Linked DNA regions of Zea mays: region 2 is linked to region 1. The links are chromatin contacts, called in public Hi-C maps. All regions are on one chromosome and are shown on one strand. Each heading gives the region's core, a stretch centred on a gene start, on an enhancer-like site or on the middle of the called end of the contact. The rest is flanking DNA. Distances are from core to core; before and after follow the strand shown. Region 1 has its middle 190 kb from the start of LOC100383227. Region 2 holds the start of LOC100274339 (putative RING zinc finger domain superfamily protein).

Evidence for each region. Hi-C and Micro-C count contacts between places; a contact is called where the count stands out from the background.
Region 2: a Hi-C map of leaf shows a contact between it and region 1, with 4 times the contacts expected there. The contact joins the promoter of LOC100274339 here to the enhancer-like site in region 1. A contact is called at or near these places in 4 of 25 Hi-C or Micro-C datasets (bundle sheath, ear, leaf and 1 more).

What each region holds. Positions count from the first base shown.
Region 1 is chr2:148,114,036-148,120,171 of Zm-B73-REFERENCE-NAM-5.0, reverse strand. No RefSeq gene overlaps it. Among protein-coding and RNA genes, the nearest start is that of LOC100383227, 190 kb to the left of the region's middle. Within about 2 kb of position 3,976, at least 5 of the 20 cell types and tissues checked have an H3K27ac peak or open chromatin away from gene starts, as enhancers often do. A contact at or near this core is called in bundle sheath and leaf, where this site is marked.
Region 2 is chr2:148,331,107-148,337,242 of Zm-B73-REFERENCE-NAM-5.0, reverse strand. LOC100274339 (putative RING zinc finger domain superfamily protein) reads right to left here and starts at 2,633. Exons shown (of 2, transcript NM_001148700.1): 1 at 1,976-2,633; 2 at 1-525. The coding sequence starts at 2,277. The coding sequence ends at 57.

The sequences.
Region 1 (6,136 bases), core at 2,727-5,226:
GCTGCGGACTGCCAAACGCTTAGCTTTTCAGCCAGCTTCTATAAAATTTGTTGGAGCAAAAACCATCCAAAATCAACATAAACACATAATCGGTTGAGTCGTTGTAACAGTAGGAATCCGTCACTTTCTAGATCTTAAGCCCTATGAACAATTTTATCTTTCTCCACACGTAATCATAATAATACTCAGATTCTCCCCACAGTCAGATTCTCCCCACAGTCAGATTTTCAGAAAAGCTGATCAGAAAAAAGCTGAACCAAACATGCCCTGCTTAAAATTGAGTAGCCCAACCGCCTGAGCACTGATCTATTGTACATCTAGCGGCCCATAGTTCATTGTTTGGTTACAAATTTGATTTATTTGAGATTGGCTTCTGGACTAATGTCGCATCTCCCTCGTACGAATACGTAATTTTGGGATTGTTAATATACTAACCAAAAAGAGTAATAATTACTAATAAGAATTCCCTTACTTTTCAAAACTACTCTTTAAAAATGATCAAACTTAAGTTTGATTTTCTTACAGAAAAGGGGGAGATAAGAAATATGAGGAGATCCTTATACAAGTTAAGGAATAATATATATTATGTGGAGTGTAAAGGTTAAAGTATTTAATAAATACTACACCTTAGAAATTAAAGAAAATATTTTTGTGTGTATGTTTAAAAGCATTCGCATAAAGAATTAAAAATAATAATAATAATTGATATATAAATAAAAATATATGAATTCCATGCCGGAGCTTTTTGTTTGTGCATTAAACTTGAACTTAAATTTAAAATAGTTTTGAATTCAAATTTGAATTGAAGAAAGAAAAAAAAGAAAAGTCACAAACCTGCACTTTGGGCCGAATCCCACGATGCCCGCCCAAAGCAGTCACCCTACGCGCCCCCGCTCACCGCCAGCCGGGGCCCACTCTTCAGCTCCCGCCGCCTCGCGCTCAACTGGCACTGGACCACTGACTTATGGGGCCCACCGTGCAGGTCCGTCTTCCTCGTGATTCTCGAGCAGCAATCCTAACAAACGTGCGCGCGGAATCCGGGATGGCATCGCAACGGCTTGGTGCCGATCTTCACGGAGGCAAAGCCTATAAAACCGCACTGCGGGCACCTTCCCTCGTAGCCTGGCTCCTTGGGTCTTGCCGTAACCAAACCCGTAGCCGTAGCAGTATCGCGTGCCACCGCGCCGTCCGGGGAGAGACGAGCGCCGCCACCACCATCCCACGCTCTTGCCATCATTCGATGCCTGGGTTTTGATCAGAGAGCTTTGGCCCACTCCACTGCGTGTGTACTAGGCGGATTTGGGCACTGTGGGGTCGCCGGGTCACGTGAATTGCTCACCAGAGCCATCTCTTCGCCGCCGCGCTGCGTGCGGCCGTGGACAGGCGGCTCTGCTACTCTACTTTCGATGAGAAACTCCTCTTCTGGTCTGCCATCATCTCATCTTCAATTAGCACCTTGCGTACATAGAAATAGTGCACCATGGTCCTGGTGTGCATCACGCCGGCGACCGCGCCGTCGCGGTGCCCCTGTGCCGCCGTGCGTGAGGATTGGTGGTTGAGAGGGAAGGGGGTAGCTGTGCTGGCTGTTGGATCAATGATGTGTGACTGCGATTAGACCGGGATAACACTTTGGCTAAGTGAATCTACGCCGTCCGATCTAATCGGGTGGATGGAGTGAGATCGGACACCATATAAAATCTGGACCGTGGATCTCGGATCCAAAGGCCAATAGCTCGTACTGGTTCAGATCTAATCTGAGTCGTTGAAGGGAGATCCATCCAACAAATAGGGTCAGTCGATACCCTTTTGGTGAGCTTGTTTTGCATAAGAGCCCCTAGGATTTATTATAATAAACCTGTCATGCATCTGTGAAGTAGGAAGCTTAGGCAGGGGTCCCTGGAATTTGCAGTTTAACCCTTGGACTCTATTTTAGGGTATAAAATCTATATAAAAGTGAGTAGAAACATGCATAACTCACAACATTCTTATTTTAAATCCTTTTAGTCAATTCAAATTGTGTTGGCTTCATAAAAGTATTTTCTAGGCAGTGACAACAATATTTGTGGCATACCATATAGTTTTATAGTTGGAAACTGTTTGAACCTAGGTTTAGCATATTAAGCTTACTAATCAAAGTAACCTATCAATGATTATGACATAACTAAAATATGATATCTAATCAAGTTATAAACTATACTAAGGTCGAGTTGTTTATTTCTTTGTAATATGTTTCTCACATGATTTAGAAGATAGAAGATATTATTCTCATGTTTAATCACCTAAAACTTATAAAGCTATAACCTTCTCATTTTAACCCTGATTTTAGTCGTCCTCGAACCTACGATCTCGTAGCATCAGGTAGAATATTCTTACGTTGTTTGTTCTCAAGTTTGGTGTATTGTTATTTTTAAGTACTTCTTGTTTATCTATATGTATTGCTACGATTAGCAACGAAGTTACGAGTCACCCGAAGACCAATTTGGTGAAGTACTTGGGATCTCAAGTCTAAGGCAAGTTGTGCCATTGATCACTCTTCTTTACCTAATAATGTTTATGTTAATCATTGTGACATGCTCAGATTAGTTTGATGAGACCTAATAGGTTTTCCTAGTATTGTTTATCCCTCACCTTGCAAACAAATGAACTATTGGATAGATTTGCTATTGCTCTTCCTGATTTTGGGATTAATGCTATACTAAATTATGATCATATTCCAATTTTATTGTGGATTAAATTATTCTTCATGACAAGATTACTGTGTTAATTGGAACACGGAGAACCACCCGGAAAACGGTGCTACCACAAAGGTTCTATGAGACGCTCTTGGCTGACTAATTAGGAAAGCTAGTGGAGGACTACCTTACCCAAAAGGGCAAGGGCGGTAGAGGAGCTGCGGTATAGGAAGGTTCTCGGGTCGATCATGCTGCGATGGCTTTTTAGACAAAGGATTTCTATATCGCCCTTCTCAGAAACCGTAGCAGGTTTTCTGAAGTTAGTGGAACTTTGTAAAGGCCTCATAGTGCTATCCTGCCTCGCCTACTCGGTAGAGGTGTATGAGATTCATGACCCCGTGGCAGATGGGTAACACGACTTATGGGTAAATATGTGCAACCTCTGCAGAGTGTAAAACTGGTATATCAGCCGTGCTCACAGTCATGAGCGGCTCAGACCCTTACATGATTAAATTACGGAATTAAACTTAATCTATCATTTGCATTGCATTGTGGGTTTTATTATTAATTGTAATCTCTTATTTAATTGGGTTGATATTTACTTATACTTAGTAACTGCTAATAAAATTTTGACCAACTTTAAAAGCAATGCTCCACTTTAACCATCTTCTTTGGTAAGCTTTACACTTCACATGAGCCACCACCGTAAGTGAGCTCATGCACATTATTCCCCACAACTTATTTAGCGATGAACGTATATGAGCTCACCCTTGCTGTACTCACATCTCCTCCAGGTCAAGGATAAATATCACAAGATATGGAGCATGATGGATGTCGCGATGAGTTCGTGAGAGGTTTAGGTCGTCGTCTTCCAATCCAATATGGTTGTTAGATTGTTGTATTCGTATGGTGTAATTATTTAACTATTTTATACATAACTTCATTATATATTAAAGATGTGACATTTGTTTCTATACCATAAATCTTGAGAAAAATGATACGTGGAGGCGTTAATATACGGACCAAATGTCCTTAGAAATTTGGATATGTCGTAGGTGACTTATATTCATGACGAATATCTAAGGTATTAGAAAAAATCATTTTGTCCCACCGTAGTTGAAACGAACAAAAAATGAAACAGAAAAAATGGGCTAGAGAAAAGGAAGCGGGGAAAGAAATGAAATGAGGAGGTCCGGAAGGAAAAGGCCGATGATAAGATTCAAGCTGTTCGGTAGAAGATCAAGGCCCAAGAAATAAAGCAATTCTGGCGCCGTGTCGGGGAATAGAAAGCAGCCCACGATGCTTAAAACTGAGTAGCTCAACCTGAGCACTAATCTCTTGTACATCTAGCGGCGACCCAAATTTCAACTACTGTGGACGGACATGCCTGTTGTTTGTTTAGAAATTGAGATTGGCTTCTGAACTAATAATGTCACATCTCCCTTCTACCTAAAAAACCTGTTGAAAAACTCTAAGGGCTTATTCGGTTAGGAAGGGATTGAAAGGGATTGGAGGGGATTAAATCCCCTCGTAGTCAAAATTGAATAGAAGGGAATTTAATCCTATTAAATCCTCTCCTACCCCTTGCAACCGAACATGTCCTAAAGGGGTTTTATAGTCTAATACTGAAATTGTCCCAAAAAGGTATAGACCTTAGAGTTTCTAAAATGCAAGCATACCCCTTCATAATAAAGTGTAGAGAGAAAGAGTTTCCACTTGTTCGTGTGTCCATCTGTGTTCTTCGGTCGTAGAGGAAAAGGGAATGGGTCTCATCTCACACCCCTGATGCTGTCGGAAGGGTTTATAGTCCGGATCGGGGATCTACGACAACTACGTTATTCAACACGTCATCAACACTGCTCTACCCTGACTCGTGGATCCGATTGGCACCGACTCTCCATCACGCTGGTAGGTCTCCCGGCCTTGCCGCATTGTCCCATGCGTCAGACTCTGCTCCCGTTCGTCGAATCAAGAAACACGACTATGGCTGAAAGCAGCAAGACTAACTTCGCGGAGCTTGCCCTGAATGGCATGAACTACGTGACCTAGGCTGACGACTACCAGTTTCACCTAAAGGCGATGCAGCTGGGAAAGGCGATCGTTTGGCTGGGTCCAAACGACATTGGCCTGTAGCTTCATGAGAATGCGAAAGTTGCGATCTTCCTCAGGCGCCACATCCATTCAGACCTAAAGATGGAGTATCTGGAGGTGAAAGACCCTCTAGTACTATGTACGAAGCTGTGTGAGCGCTTCGGTGTGCAGAAGCATGTAACGATTCCGCATGTGCAAAAGGAATGGGCCACACTTTGCTTCCTTGACTTCAAGACTGTGGAGGCTTACAACACCGCCATTCACCCCATTGTCGCTTAGTTATGTTTCTGTGGCCAGATAGTCACAGATCTAGAGATGATTCAGAAAACTATCTAGACCTTCCACCCCTCCAACATGGTGCTCCAGTAGCAGTACCAAAATAATAAGTACACTAAGTATTGTGATCTCGTCAACGAGTTGCTTGGCGCTGAGGAAAACGAGCTCCTAATGCAAAACTACCAAAAGTGTCATGTCGGTGATGCGGTCATGCTAGAAGCACATGCAAACTTCCCATCTCAAGGGAAGAGAGGCTCCTCCAGAGGAAGGTGTCGTGGATGCCGCAATAATCAGGGATCAACAAGGGGAAATTTTGAGAAGCAACCGCAGAATGGCAGCGGCAGTAGCAGTGGCAATGGTCGGGGCAGAGGCAAAGGCAAAAGCAACCCCCAGAAGGTATATGCAAGTGCCTGAAAGTATGCCGGCAAAGGATGTTTCAGGTGCGGGAAATAGAGTAATCAGGCAAAGACAAGCACTTCCACTACATATCCGTCGTAGTTAAAGATCCTTTGCTCTGATGCATGTTTTCATTGCTCCTATTTATGTTTAGTTCTCATATCTTATGAGGAGTAAATGAAAGGGAAATGTGCCCTTGGGCCATTTCTAAGTATTTTGGTGATTAAATGGCCAACACAAATGGTTTAAGTGATAAATTGTGCCAAAGACTAAAGAAGTGCAAATCAAGGTGCAAGGTATGTTTCTAGACTTAGTACATCGTTTTGAAGACTAATGTATCATGTCTAAGTGCTAGAAACAGGAGAAAATAGTTTGGACAAAGACAACTTCGGTCTGGGTGCACCGGACTGTCCGGTGCGCCAGCACCAGTCTCGGTGAACAGTATGCTCTCGGGACTCGACGGCAGTGTACGACTATAAATCATCGGACTGTCCGGTGGTGCACCAGCCTGTCCGGTGAGCCATCCACGGCGAAGTCGTCGCTCTCGGAAAGCGATCAACGGCGTACGACTATAATTCACCGGACTGTCCGGTGGTGCACCGGACTGTCCGGTGAGCCAACGATCGGCTGAGCCAACGGTCGGCCACGCAATCCGCGCGTGACGCGTGGCCGAGCCAATGGTCTGATGGGGGCACCGGACA
Region 2 (6,136 bases), core at 1,384-3,883, 220 kb before region 1:
TCCTGCAGCAGACCGCTGCAGAACAGCGATCTCGCCTCGCCGACTCCAGGCAGCTGCTATTTGCAGGGCCCTGGCTGCTGCTTCCTCACTGTCTGGCTGTTGCTCTCGGGTGGAGTGGGGTTAACTTCGGACAGCGGCATGCCGTTACTGTTAGCACCCCCGTCCACCGATGGCCCAGACGCCACCTGATTCTCCTGGTCGGGCTCGTGCCTAGGAGGAGCCTCTGATGACGCCCTCGACGAGTGCCCGGCACCGGCGAACAGGCAGCGGCACGGGTCGGAGCCTGGCGGCTCAGGAGAGCCTGGAGAGCTCATCGTCACTGCTACACCGGGTAGCGGCGGCGGCGGCGGCGGAGGGGCATTGTGCTCGCTGTTGGGATTATCGAGCAACGAGATTCTACAGACGGGGCAGGTCGAGTTCTGCTCCAGCCATACATGTATACATGCCATGTGGAAGTCATGGCCGCAGTGAGGGAGGACGCGTAGCACGTCCCTCTCTTCGTATTCTTCGAGACAAATGACGCACCTGCCAAAAGATGGCGTCAACAGTTTTTCAGTGACTAGTGCAAGCAAAGACGGTTGCTAAAAGATAGGAGTAGTAACAGAAGTGGAAACCAGCAAATGCCACAGGAATGGGATGCCACGCATCTGTTACTCTTGCTCTCTTTGTTTAAGAATGGGACGCTCTATGCCTCGGGTTGAAACCGTTTCCCCCCTCCACGTTTTACGATCAGATGGTCACGTAAACCCAGTGAAGCTATAGAAAACTGAAGGCACGTAAAACATGGTACAGTACAAACCAACTTGTGCAGAGTGAAACATGCAGTCGGCTGAGAATACTTGTAATCCGATCCCTGTTTCCCTTCATCAGGCACCACAAGTGAGGTTAACCTACTCAATAACAATGCCTAATGACCCATCTTCCTCAAGACTCAAGAGCAGTTAAACACCCATGCTCCCACTTCAATGTGATTGATCAAGTGGCCTTGGCTGTTCAGTAACAATGCCAGCCGAGGGACACCATGATCCGATCGCCAATCACCAGCGAGGCACAGCAATCAGTACACTTGTACTAAAGAAAAAAGAACGCACCGCCACTGTATTTAGGCACCAACATCCGCAAGGACAGCTTCTTTGGTACTGAAAACACAATCAACGTCCCCCCAATGACAGCAGCCCTTTCGGTGCCAACAGGCTGTCTCCTGTCGTGGCACCTCTCTCATGATTCCCAGCAGCAGTAAAGCAAGCACAGACGCGCAGCGCACAGGCTTGGCAAAATGTTGGGGAAACACCTAATAACACGGCAAAAAAAACACTTACTAACAGGTTGTAAGTTTATTCATGGTTTTCCCATAAATCTGTTCCGGTTGTTTACATCAGTGAAAACATCGTTTCCCCATACCGGTGTGGATGCAGTAGAACTTGTGTTCACTTGTATAGTATTACTATAGTCTAAAGGGGTGTTCAGTTCGAAACTTACATGGTGACTAAAATAGGTCTTTGAAATAGGATTTCTAGGGAGAAGAGTGACTAAAGCAACCAAACACCCCATTCACAGTGAGCAAGTCGCATTCTGTTTGGTAGGGCTTCTCCCCGCCAAACCCCTCTCAGTAATGTCAACAGTGTGTATGTATGGCCGACAAACACAACAGCCTGATCTTGTTTCTGACAGTGACATTGATATCCATCGGAACATCTAAAGGATTCCAAATCGGAACATCTAAACATAACAGCGATCCCGTTCCCCGCCCGCCCGCCCGATGGCGCCCTCGCAACTACAAGCCTCTTCTTCCTACTAGTTGCAGTGCGCACCCCTGAATATGATTTGGTACGGTAGCGACCAGCGAACGCGCCGCCCCCCACCATGCGCCGTCCCGCGCGTAACCGACTGGAGCGAGCCCGACACGAACCGATCGCGCGCGAGATTGCAACGCTACGGGGTAACAGGAGCGTGGAGGAGAAGGACCGGTACTTACTGGGACTCGGCGTCGGAGGCGGCGGAGCCGCGGGGGCGGGCGGCGAAGGCGCGGGTGGGGAGGGCTGCGACGGCGGCGGGGCCGAGCCCGAGCCCGCCGCCTCCGCCGGGCGCGGGGTGGTGGGCGGCGAAGGAGTAGTCGGTGTAGTAGCGCGGGAGGGCGAGGAGGCGCGAGCGGGCCCGGCGGCGGCGGCGGCGGAGGAGCGCGCAGGCGAGGCGGGAGCAGACGAAGGCGATGAAGATGAGGCTGAAGCAGAAGCCCGCCAGCGCCAGCGCCATGCTCGGCGACACGCCGGACGCCATGCCGCGGCTCCCACTCCCACCCCGCGCGCTGCGCTGCGCTGCTCTCCCCCCTCCGGCCTCCCTCTCGGCCGGTTCGGTTCCTACTGCGGCTGTGGGGACTTGTGGTGGACTAGACTGGACTGGACTGCTCGGCTGGTGGGCCGTGTCGATGCGCACTCGGTGCGATGGATAGAATGATAGATAGGTCTCCTGCCTGCTACTACCTCGGATGCTGATGCCTTCGCTTTGCGTCCGCGCCGCCCGTTTCTGTGGCCTGCGTGCGCGCCTCGCTGCCGTGCCCCCCCTAGTTGCCGTCGCCGAGCTCCCTCGTTTCAGGGCGGGGCGAGCGGTCGGCAACGCGACGAGCGCACTAGCGAAAAGATAGAGAATAGAGAACGACCGGCGTCGAGGCGGCAGCGGCGGCTACCACACGACCTGCATTTTTGTCAACTTGGTCTTTTTTTTGACGTTCGCGTGCACAACATTCGGATGGAACATCAGCAGTGGACAGCGGTGGCAGTGGAGTGAAAGGAAGGATAGCGCGCTGGCCACTGTACAGTACGGATAGGATTAGGCCAGGCATAAAAGGAACGGTGGAGAAAAAAAACTACCCCCTGATGATGTTTGTTTTTCTAATCATAACTACATTCGCAGAAGTAAAGATGTTTGCTACTTACCAAATATAGACCGGATTGTTCAGGATGTTCGATGATGCTACGGTTTTAAGGGATGGAAACGAGCACATTTTACCCGCGCGCTGTCACACCCAGATTTAAGGGTAAATCCGGGCGCAAATCAAATGTGTGTTAGGATCAAGTCTCACATATATGATGACTCATGTTACAGAAACGAATGTCACATCTTTATTTCATAATAGGGTTCTATATAAAATAACTAAATAATTACATCATATGACGACAATGATCCTCCACAACCATAGTTGACTGGGAGACAACAGCCTAGACCTCTCACGAACTTATCGCAACATCCTTCATGCTCTTTATTTTGACGGTACCTGTCCTTGACCTGGGGGTGAGTACATCAAAAGTGAGCTCACATACGTTCATCACTCAACAAGTTGTGAGGAATAATGTGCATGAGCTCACTTACGGTGGTGGTTCATGTGAAGTGTAAGGCTTACCAAAGAGAATGGTTAGGGCTGAGCGTTGCTTTTAACAAATTGGTCAAAATTTTATTAGCAGATATTAAGTATAAGTGGATACTATCCCAATGAAATGCATATGACAGATTAAGTTTAATTACATAAGTTATTCATGTGAGTGTTCGAGCCGCTCATGACCGTGAGTATGGCTGATATATTAGTTTTACACTCTGCAGAGGTTGCGCATCTTTACCCACAAGACGGGTTTCCCATTTAGCCAGGGTTTATAAGACCCCTAGACACTCTCAAGGTGAATGGCTAGGGGGTCCACTGCGAGGCGTTTACAAAGTTACACTAGATGAGAGAAACCCGCTACGGATTCTGACCCGAATGCGATATAGGAATCCCTCGTCCGAAAAACTTTACAGACAGTCCACCCCGAGGACCTCCCTATACCTGCACTCCGTCATCCCGCTTCCCCTTTCAGGAAAGGATTAAGTGACACTAGCTTTCCTAATTAATCAGCTAAGAGCGTCTCATTCCACCCTTGTGGTAGCACTCTTTTCCCGGGTGACTTTTCATGTTCGTCTTTTTTGCCCTCACTACCCTGCAACATAAATCTTATGGATTGATAAGTGCGAGGGATGATCAAGGGCTGGTTTCATCTTTGCTTCAACAAGGACTTCAGAATTTGCATCATGTTGGAATCTTCGCTTGTATCATGTTCGTCATAAGTACTTGCTAGCACGGGCAAGATAGGTGTACAAGTCATTGGGCCAAGATGAAACTACAGAATGGTAAGTGATGGAGACATTGGGCAAGCTAATGATACGAGGTGCTGGGCTGCCGGGCGATCAATGATCAATGCAAAACAGGCAAAGTACAGCATGTTCATAATTTATCTATATGCTAGGGCTGCTATACTCATGGTGAGCTGATGAATGCATGCGGGTGTATCTGACGGCCAGCGGACTACTGCTTAGCTCTGAGTACTGTCACATGTAAATGCTGCGTCCATTATTCCATTTACAAAGGATAGAATGTGTTGACGCTTTTTCGGAGCGCCAAATACTTAAGAAGAACCGGCGACGGTGCTCTCTGGTCAGGCGCGGACGGTCCGCGGCACAGGGTCGGACGGTCCGCGACCTGGCGTGAGGCGGCGGTGCTCTCTGGTCAAGCGCGGACGGTCCGCGGCACAGGGTCGGACGGTCCGCGACCTGGTGCAGGAGCTCGGGTTCCCTGCCTGACGGCCGGACGGTCCGCGCGTGCGTAGGGGCGGCGGAAGATCGCCGGCGGCGCCTGGATCTCGCTCCCGGGAGGGACCCCGTCGGGGAGGAGAGATCCTAGGAGTTGTCTAGGCTCGGGCAGGCCAACCTAGACTCCTCTAATCGACGTAGAGTCGAAGAGAGGCGGAGAATTTGGGGATCGAGAAGCTAAACCTAAACTAGACTAGAATTACTCCTAGGATAAAATGCGAAATAGAAGTTGTATTGATTCGATTGATGATTACAAATCAGCCGTAGACCTCTCTTTTTATAGAGGAGGGGGCTGGACCCTTTACACGACTGGATTCCGAGCTAATTCCGCAAATCTAGCCAACAAACATATGTAACACCCGGGTTTTAGGGGTCCAAAGCCCGGGCGTAAACATAATCACCAGGTGTGCTGGGACCAAGTCTCACACATATGATGAATCATGGCACAGGATCGAATGTCACATCTTTACTACATAACAGGAGTTCTATACAAAATAAGTAAATAATTACATTATAAGGAGACAACGGTCCAGCAACCCAAAGTTGACTGGGAGACGACGGCCTAGACCTCTCACGAACTCATCACAGCATCCTCCAAGCGCCTCATCCTGCGGTACCTGTTCTTGACCTGTGGGGGGTGTGAGACAGCAAGAGTGAGCTCACATACGTTCATCGCTCAACAAGTTGTGGGGAATAATGTGCATGAACTCGCCAAAGGTGGGAGCTCACGTGAAGTGTAAGGCTTACCAAAGAGGATGGTTAGAGCTGAGCATTGCTTTTAAAGTTGGTCAAAATTTTATTAGCAGTTACTAAGTATAAGTAAATACCAACCCAATTAAGAAGTAGAAGTAACAACCTCACCTGCGATGCAATGCATATGACAAATTGAATTTAGTTCCATAATTTAATCATGTGAGTGTCCGAGCCGCTCATGACCGTGAGCACGGCTAGTATACCAGTTTTACACTCTGCAGAGGTTGCGCATCTTTACCCACAAGTCATGTTACCCATCTGCCAAGGGATCGCGACTTCCCATACACCTCTACCGAGGAGGCGAGGCAGGGTAACACTACGAGGCCTTTACAAAGTTCCACTAGCTTCAGAAAACCCGCTACAGTTTATAGGAAGCTCCAATGCAGGAATCCCTTGCAGGACCGCCATCGCAGCAAAATCCTCCCGAGGGCCTCCCTACACTGACCACTCCCCTACTGCCCTTGCCCCTTTCGGGTAAGGTAGTCCTCCACTAGCTTTCCTAATTAGTCAGCCAAGGGCGTCCATAAACCCTTGTGGTAGCACTGTTTTCCCGGGTGGTTCTCCATGTTCCAATTAACATAATGATCTTATCATGAACAGTAATAATAAAAAGACAATAAAAGTGTGATCATGAATAATGTATCTTCATACCCAAAACCACATAAAGCACTAGCAAGTATTACCCAAAAAGTTCAGTGGTAGACAAGGTATAAAGATAGACAAACTAGGGTAACCTATTGGGTCCCATCAAAATTAACCTATGCAGATC